Regions from separate parts of the Capsicum annuum genome. Here region 2 is linked to region 1. The links are chromatin contacts, called in public Hi-C maps. All regions are on one chromosome and are shown on one strand. The core of a region is the stretch at or near the end of the contact, and the rest is flanking DNA. Distances in the headings are between cores, read along the strand shown. Region 1 holds the start of LOC107871197 (probable methyltransferase PMT11). Region 2 holds the start of LOC107871200 (L-type lectin-domain containing receptor kinase S.4).

Region 1 (3,779 bases), core at 741-3,240:
GAAGAATAGAACTAACCTTTTCACGGCTTCCTTCATCGATCTCACGTTAACAAACTATAATAACTTAGTTCATAGTCAAATATTTATAAACATTCAATGAATTTCTTAATAAAAATACAAATGATAACACTCTAGATCCACCGCTCATAACTACATTATCCTCAAAACAAGTAGAATTCCCTCGTCATGGCTTCCTACATCGATCTCAAGCTAACAAATTATAATAACTGGGTTCACCGTCAAATATTTACAAACATTTAGCGAATTTCTTAATACATGTACAGGATTACACTCTGGATCCCCATCTCATAACTAAATTATCCTCAAAACAAGTAGACTTCCCAGCAGAATTTAACAAACCTCGTCACGGCTTCCTACATCAATCTCAAGTTAACAAACTATAATAACTAAGTTCACAGTCAAATATTTATAACATTTAGCAAATTTCTCAACACATATATACACGATTACACTCCAGATCCGCCACTGATAACTACATTATACTCAGAACAAGTAGAATTCCCAGCAGGATATAAACAAACCTCGTCACAGCTTCCTACATCGATCTCAAGTTAATAAACAATAATAACTGAATTCATAGTCAAATATTTATCGAACTTGTTAATACACATACATGATTACACCCTAGATCAGCCACTAATAACTACATTATCCTCAAAACAAGTAGATTTCCCTCGTCATAGCTTCCTACATCGATCTCAATTTAACAAACGATAATAACTGAATTCATAGTCAAATATTAATCGAACTTGTTAATACACATACATGATTACACTCTAGATCAGCCACTAATAACAACTACATTATCCTCAAAACAAATAGAATTCCCAGCAGGATATAAACAAACCTCATCACAGCTTCCTACATTGATCTCAAGTTAATAAATTACACACTAGATCAGCCACTAATAACTACATTATCCTCAAAACAAGTAGAATTCCCTCGTCATCGCTTCATACATCGATCTCAAGCTAACAAACTATAAAAACTGAATTCATAGTCAAATATCTATCGAACTTATTAATACAGATACATGATTACACTCTAGATCAGCCACTAATAACTACATTATCTCAAAACAAGTAGAATTCTCAGCATAATATAACAAACCTCATCGCGACTTTTTGGCCATGGAATCGGAGTTTGATAACCTTTCGGTGGAGGAACCAAACAATTCAATCCTTTCCCTTTTTCGGGACAATGCCGCTCAAATTTCTCCCCTCTTTCAACCGATTTCAGCTTAGAAATTGCCTCCACATTATCCAAACATGGTATATACTCCCTCATACTATGACTACACAGCCCATATTTCTTAACCCTAAACCCCTTAACCCCACCACCACCACCACCCTCCTCAGTCTCATTCCCCACACCCCAATTTTCCACAACTTCAAAACCATCACCCCCAACTCGAAAATCATCCTTCATTACCCCATTCTCATCCAACAACCCCATCTTCTCCACCGGCTCCTTCGGCGGCGGCGGAGGAGGTGGTGACGTCAGCAAAGGTGGTGGATGAATTGTATTTTTTAATGGCTTTTCGGCAACATTGGTATCGTTAATTAACGAGGATAAATCGAAGGATTTGTTGGAATTAGGTGAAATTGCAACGAATTGAGAATTTGGGGTTGTGGGTTTGGGTGTAGTTGATGAATCTTGACGTGAATTGAAGAAAACAAGCTGTTGAGATCCATCGGAATAATGTTTTCCGAAGTAGAAAAATGCTATCGACAGTAACACAAAGCCTAATATCTTGACAAGTGTTGTAGATTTGAATACATCTCCTTTCATTTTGTCTTATTTTTTCTTTTTAATGAAACTGAGATAATCTCCGACCAGTGTGTCGGTATCACTAGAATGCAAACGATCATAGGAGTGATAGGATGGTGTGGGAGCAAGAGAGCTTGTTCCTTTCCTAGATCTCAAGTGTGTTCTAGTTTGGCATGTATATATTACATAAAAATAAACATGCCCTTGCGTTTCAGTTCTATGTATGACGATAAAAAAAAATAATTGAAAAAAGACATCAAACTAAAAGTGTTTATCTATTCGTTATAAATTTAATTTATTTATATTATAATATTTAATAATTTAATTTAATTTATTTATATCACTGTCGTGACAAAAAAAATTCATTTACATCGTTATTTTGTAATAATAATTTTATAAAATTATTTTTATCACATAATGTTGGTATATATGTATTTTATTATTAAATTAATATATTAAGTGCATATGTTAGTGGGTATAAATTGTGTATTGTGAGTATTATTATTTACTTTTGTTAGTGTAAGAATGTGGTCATGAGTTTCTTGAAACTCTGTAACCACAAATCTTTATTTGTGCATTGTACTATGTAGTTATACTTGTAACTCATATAACATCCAACCATTCATGTACCACTTTACTATACCATATTCTTCTTATTCAGTACAAGCATGAATATCTCACCTATAAATAGAGGTGATCCTGCATGTTATTGTATGTATAAGAAAACACAATAAGTGTGAAAAAGATTATAGTGTGTAGTAGTGAAAGAGAGAGTTGGATAAAGAAACTACAACTATATTCACTATACAAAAGAGAGTAGCTATATTAGTGAAAGAAAGAGTTGAGACAAAAAAATTATTCGAAGTGTTTAACCATGTTCACTACACAAAGAGAGTAAATATATGTTGAAGGAAGTTATTTTTATGGTGGAGTTTTGGACTCTTCAACTAATCCGAAATTGCTTGAGTTGTACATCATTGATGGGCTGTGGTATCTTGGAGGGGACAAGTCAATAGATATACTGCTGAATCGATGTAGATTATGCCGCAGTGGGTTTGAATATCCTAAAGAGAGCAACATATCTGCACCTCATCCAAGAAAAAAATGATCTTATTTTCTTCATTCTTTGTTTATTTTATTTCAACTGTAACAATTATTGTAATTCTTGGTACATTACACCAACAATTTTAAGGAGACTCATGTTTTGTTACAGTTTGAAAAATCACGAATATCAAGATGAGAGATCTCAAAAGATAGATGGCAACAGATAGCCACGTAAAGCATTTTCTACTCCTCAACTCAAGCGGAAGAAAGGTAAAAAACTATTTTACTTGTTGTGGAAAAAAAGTAAAAAATCTTCTACCTAATATTTTTAATGAAAAAAATGATACTACTTTTCATGATCATAAAGTGGTATTCAAAATCTTGAAATAGTGGGAGCTAATGAAATGAGAAAAAATCACCACAAAATTGTGACATTTGCACTTTTGGGAATGAATTAAAAAAAAATTATAAGTACATAATTATTGTTGGAGTAAATCATGTCATTATTAATTTATATATGACTTGATGTCTTTATATTTGGCTCTAACATGTTATCAAAGAAAGAATAAAAAATGTTGAGTATCCATTTAACATTAAATATTTGGGTGAGATAAATTTCATTCTTGGGATAAAAAATACTTAAATTATGTGATGAATTTTTCCTTGACATGTCATATTATGAGGAAAAAGAACATTTGTGAATTGATTGTATGAGTCATGCAACTTCTTTTGATTTAAATATGTGAAAGTGGTGTAATAAATAAAAAAAGAGTTTACTAGCCTAATAAAATATGAGATATGTGGCTAATTGCACTTGGCATGAAATTGTGTAAAAGTACTTAAGCAGGTTACACAAGCAAATTAGGTATATTTACTTGAAAAAATTGTGGCTTGTTTTATTAAAATAAATCCTGTTCTACTTATAAGACTTTTTTTATGCTAAA
Region 2 (3,779 bases), core at 601-3,100, 140 kb before region 1:
TTAACTCCTCAGGCAATGCCTTTGCCTCAATCGGCCTCCTCCCACAAGCAACTTCTAGCAGCAATGCACCAAAGGCAAAAACATCTGAGCTTGTCGTTGGCTTTCCAGTTTTGGTTAATTCTGGAGCTAAATAACCCAATGTGCCCACTACTCTTGTTGTGCTAGGATTTGCTCCACGCTCGTATAACTTAGCAAGTCCGAAATCTCCAAGTCTTCCATTCATTTCTGAATCTAACAACACATTCCCTGCTTTAATATCTCGATGAATTACAGTTTGTTCCCATTCTTCGTGTAAATACAACAAACCAGAAGCGACACCTTTAATAATCTTGAATCTCTGCTCCCAAGTTAAAACAACTCTTGGTTCATCGTAAATGTATTTGTCTAAGCTTCCATTAGGCATAAAGTCATAAACAAGTAACAAGTCACCGCTTCGCCGACACCATCCTATGAGCTGAACCAAATTTCTATGTCTAAGGCGACCAATAGTGGCGATTTCAGAAACAAATTCTTGAAGACCTTGCTTCGCTTCATGATTTATTCGCTTAACAGCAACAACGTTATTGGTCTTAGGCAACAACCCTTTATAAACTCGACCAAATCCACCAAAACCAAGTAACTCTTCATCTCTAAAACCCCTTGTAGCCTTCTTTAACTCCTTATAAGAAAACCTATGTGGACCTATTTCGAGTTCCCAAGGTTCAATCACATCTATGTTCTTGAATTTCCAAATGACATACAAGGCTAAAATAAGTCCAAATGCAAGAAACATGACAGCAGACAAAGAGGTAGCAACAATTAAGGTTGTTTGGTCCTTCTTAGGCTTAGGTAAAGAAGGCAGTGAATCAAGATCCAAAGATTGAGCCATCCCATTCATCTTGAAACTCCAACCAAATATATAATGTGAACTAGCAAGCAAACCAGTTGAAGCAGAAAATCCAACATACATGAATTCCTCAAGAATTGGAGAAAGGTCCACATGGTAAGACAAAATTGAATAACTTGGTTTTCTTGAAGACATGGAAAGTGTAACATTCAATAAATTTCTACTTGAATCATAGTCAATCCAAGCCTGAATTGTCTTTCCACACTGCAGAAAAAGATTCTGCTTAGTAGAACTTCCTTCAGAAAAGTAACTAGCATTAACAGAAGCATTGGATTCCAAATTATTAATATCAATACCAACATGATTATCACTAATATCACCTAACTCAAAATCTTGAACAGTATCAAATTCAACAGCAAACAAATGATTAGAAAAATTCCCAACATCACTGTTATTCAAAAGTCCTAAATACTGACTAGGACGTGCACCTTTCATTTCATTACTTGTTGATATTGTAAAAGCAAAACCATGACCACCTAACTTAGCATATTCAGGAACAATCCCAAAAGCAAAAGCAGTAGAAAAAGAAGAAACATTATTACCAAACTGATCATTCTTGAATCTTATTGGATTTTTGTAAAATACATGACCAACAACTCTAGATGTTTCATCTGTAAGCTGTAAAACACCATTCTTGGAAATTTGAGCAACCCCATTTACACTAAGATTATTAGGTTCAACTTCATTAAAACCATTGTAAACAAACTCAACAGAAACAACTGTTCTTGATAACAAAACAAAGAGTACCAAGACAAGTGTTGGTTTAATTTTTTTGGTCATGGTGGCATAGTTAGTTCAAGAAGTATGTGTGGTGTGTGATGATTTATAGCTGTATCTAGACATTCTTTTTGTAGAGTTGGTTCTTGATTTGCCACATGTGATTAAAATGGAAAGAAGAAAGTGTTGGGAAAGTGAAAGAGTGGGGTTCAGAGGTTGTGGTGGTGGGGTGATTAAGTGCAGAACTATAACTACAGTCCATGACTAGCCAACAATTACATACACCTTTGACACTTGGACTTAAGAAAATGATTTTTACATTTTACATGTTGAGAGTATGAATGTTGTAGCGGATTGCGTGTTTAGCTGAATTCAGTAATTTTATTTATTAGTTTTAAAATTTTATTGAATATGCGCAGTCGAATGCTATGTTTTTCCTTTTGCTACCTTTTTTATTATGTTGGTTTGGGGTATTTAAGATTGATAAATTTCTAATTCGGACTTCACCATGAGAAAATATCATATAATATTTAGTGGCTATGCTGAAATCATGCTTGAGATTAAAAAATTTCTCAATTTATTAATTATTACGTTAAATTTGACATGAAAAAAGTTAAATATTAACAAAGTGGAGTTTTGAAAGAAAAGAGTTGGTAAGAGATAAATTCCTAAATTAAATGGCAATGAGAGCTTAATTAGCAACCTATTTGTCATGGTTAGGAGGATAATTGGTCAATCTAACTTGGATTGATTAGTTGGTTAACTACTCTCTTGTTATAAATTGAAATATCTTCTCTTTCATTAAAATCACATCAATAAAAATACTCGTTATATATTTTTTTTTGCAAATATCTCGATTCCACCCTGAACTTGAAGTCATAACTTCATAGACTAATATATAAATTGAAATTTTGATGAATAACTTTCTTTATAAAACAAACATAGCATAAAAATCAGTGGTAGAACCAGAATTTTCATTAAGAATGTCAAAATATAAATAAATAAATTCACAAAGAAATCAAGAGATGACGATATGTAACACATATGGAAGAAAAAATATTTTTACCTAGTTGTACAATGTAATTTTTTGACGAATGAATGTCGGTCGACACCCGTCAAGCACATGTGACTCCGCCACTAATAACAACAACAAATAGTGTTTCGATTAAGTGGGATTCAAAAAAAGATAAATTGTGTACAAATCTTACCCTTTCATAAAAGAAAAGTTATTTCTGATCGATTCAAGAAAAAATAATCTAAAGCAATCTAGAAAAAGAACATCAAAAGATAAAACATAGGATAAACATATAAAATATGGTGTTTGTTGATAAGTAGATTATTGTTTAATTTTGTTAAAATCAACGCTAAGTTAGTAAGGTTGCACTTTCATTAGTATATCATCAAGATATGCCAATTAATTATTGTATTATTTAGCCAATTAGGATAACCCTATTTGCAGAAAGAATATTAACGTGAGTTCCACCTGGGCAAATTTTGACTTCTTCGTTGCTAACAAATGAGTTTTGGAAAATTATACTCCTACAATATATATATATATATATATAAAATTAAAATTATTATTCTAAATATATTTCTTGATTCTTTAATTTTTCTCTAGCTTGTTTTGCTTTGTTCATCTTATTGTTTATTATCGTTATTTTCTTTTCAATTACGCTTTAATTTAAATTTCTTTTAGCTAAGAATTTATCGAAAACAATCTCTCAGATCTCACAAAAATAGAGATAAAGTCTAAGTAATTTTTGCCTTCTTATATCCCATTTGTGGAATTACATACACTATTAAATGGGTGAATTTGTAAAGTGTTCACACTTAATTGTAAAGTTCTCAAAAAAAATTAAATGGGTCAATTTGTAAAACTATTTTTTATTTTACAATTTATTAATCAATGTGTAAAATAAAATATGCCTAATTAATATGAAACGTAAGAAATAATTTTTATACATTTAATTTTTATATTTTAAATTTTTTCAATGAAAATTTTGATACTGCCAGGCAATGAAAGGGAAAGAAACTAACATGGGTTGTGGTGCAGTGGATGGAGCTGCTCCACCTTTAATCAGAAGTCAAGGATTCGATCCTGAATATGGAAAAAACTCTATTGAAAGCGCTGCCCCCTTAATAGGCCCTGCAACAAGCGATTCAGATTAATCCACGA

The links. Hi-C and Micro-C count contacts between places; a contact is called where the count stands out from the background.
Region 2: a contact with region 1 is called in a Hi-C map of leaf, with 2.6 times the contacts expected there. The contact joins the promoter of LOC107871200 here to the promoter of LOC107871197 in region 1. A contact is called at or near these places in 3 of 5 Hi-C or Micro-C datasets (leaf and placenta).

What each region holds. Positions count from the first base shown.
Region 1 is chr5:209,957,117-209,960,895 of UCD10Xv1.1, reverse strand. LOC107871197 (probable methyltransferase PMT11) reads right to left here and starts at 1,990. Exons shown (of 9, transcript XM_016718040.2): 1 at 1,132-1,990. The coding sequence starts at 1,812.
Region 2 is chr5:210,098,843-210,102,621 of UCD10Xv1.1, reverse strand. It overlaps LOC107871200 (L-type lectin-domain containing receptor kinase S.4), which reads right to left and starts at 1,850. Exons shown (of 1, transcript XM_016718044.2): 1 at 1-1,850. The coding sequence starts at 1,666.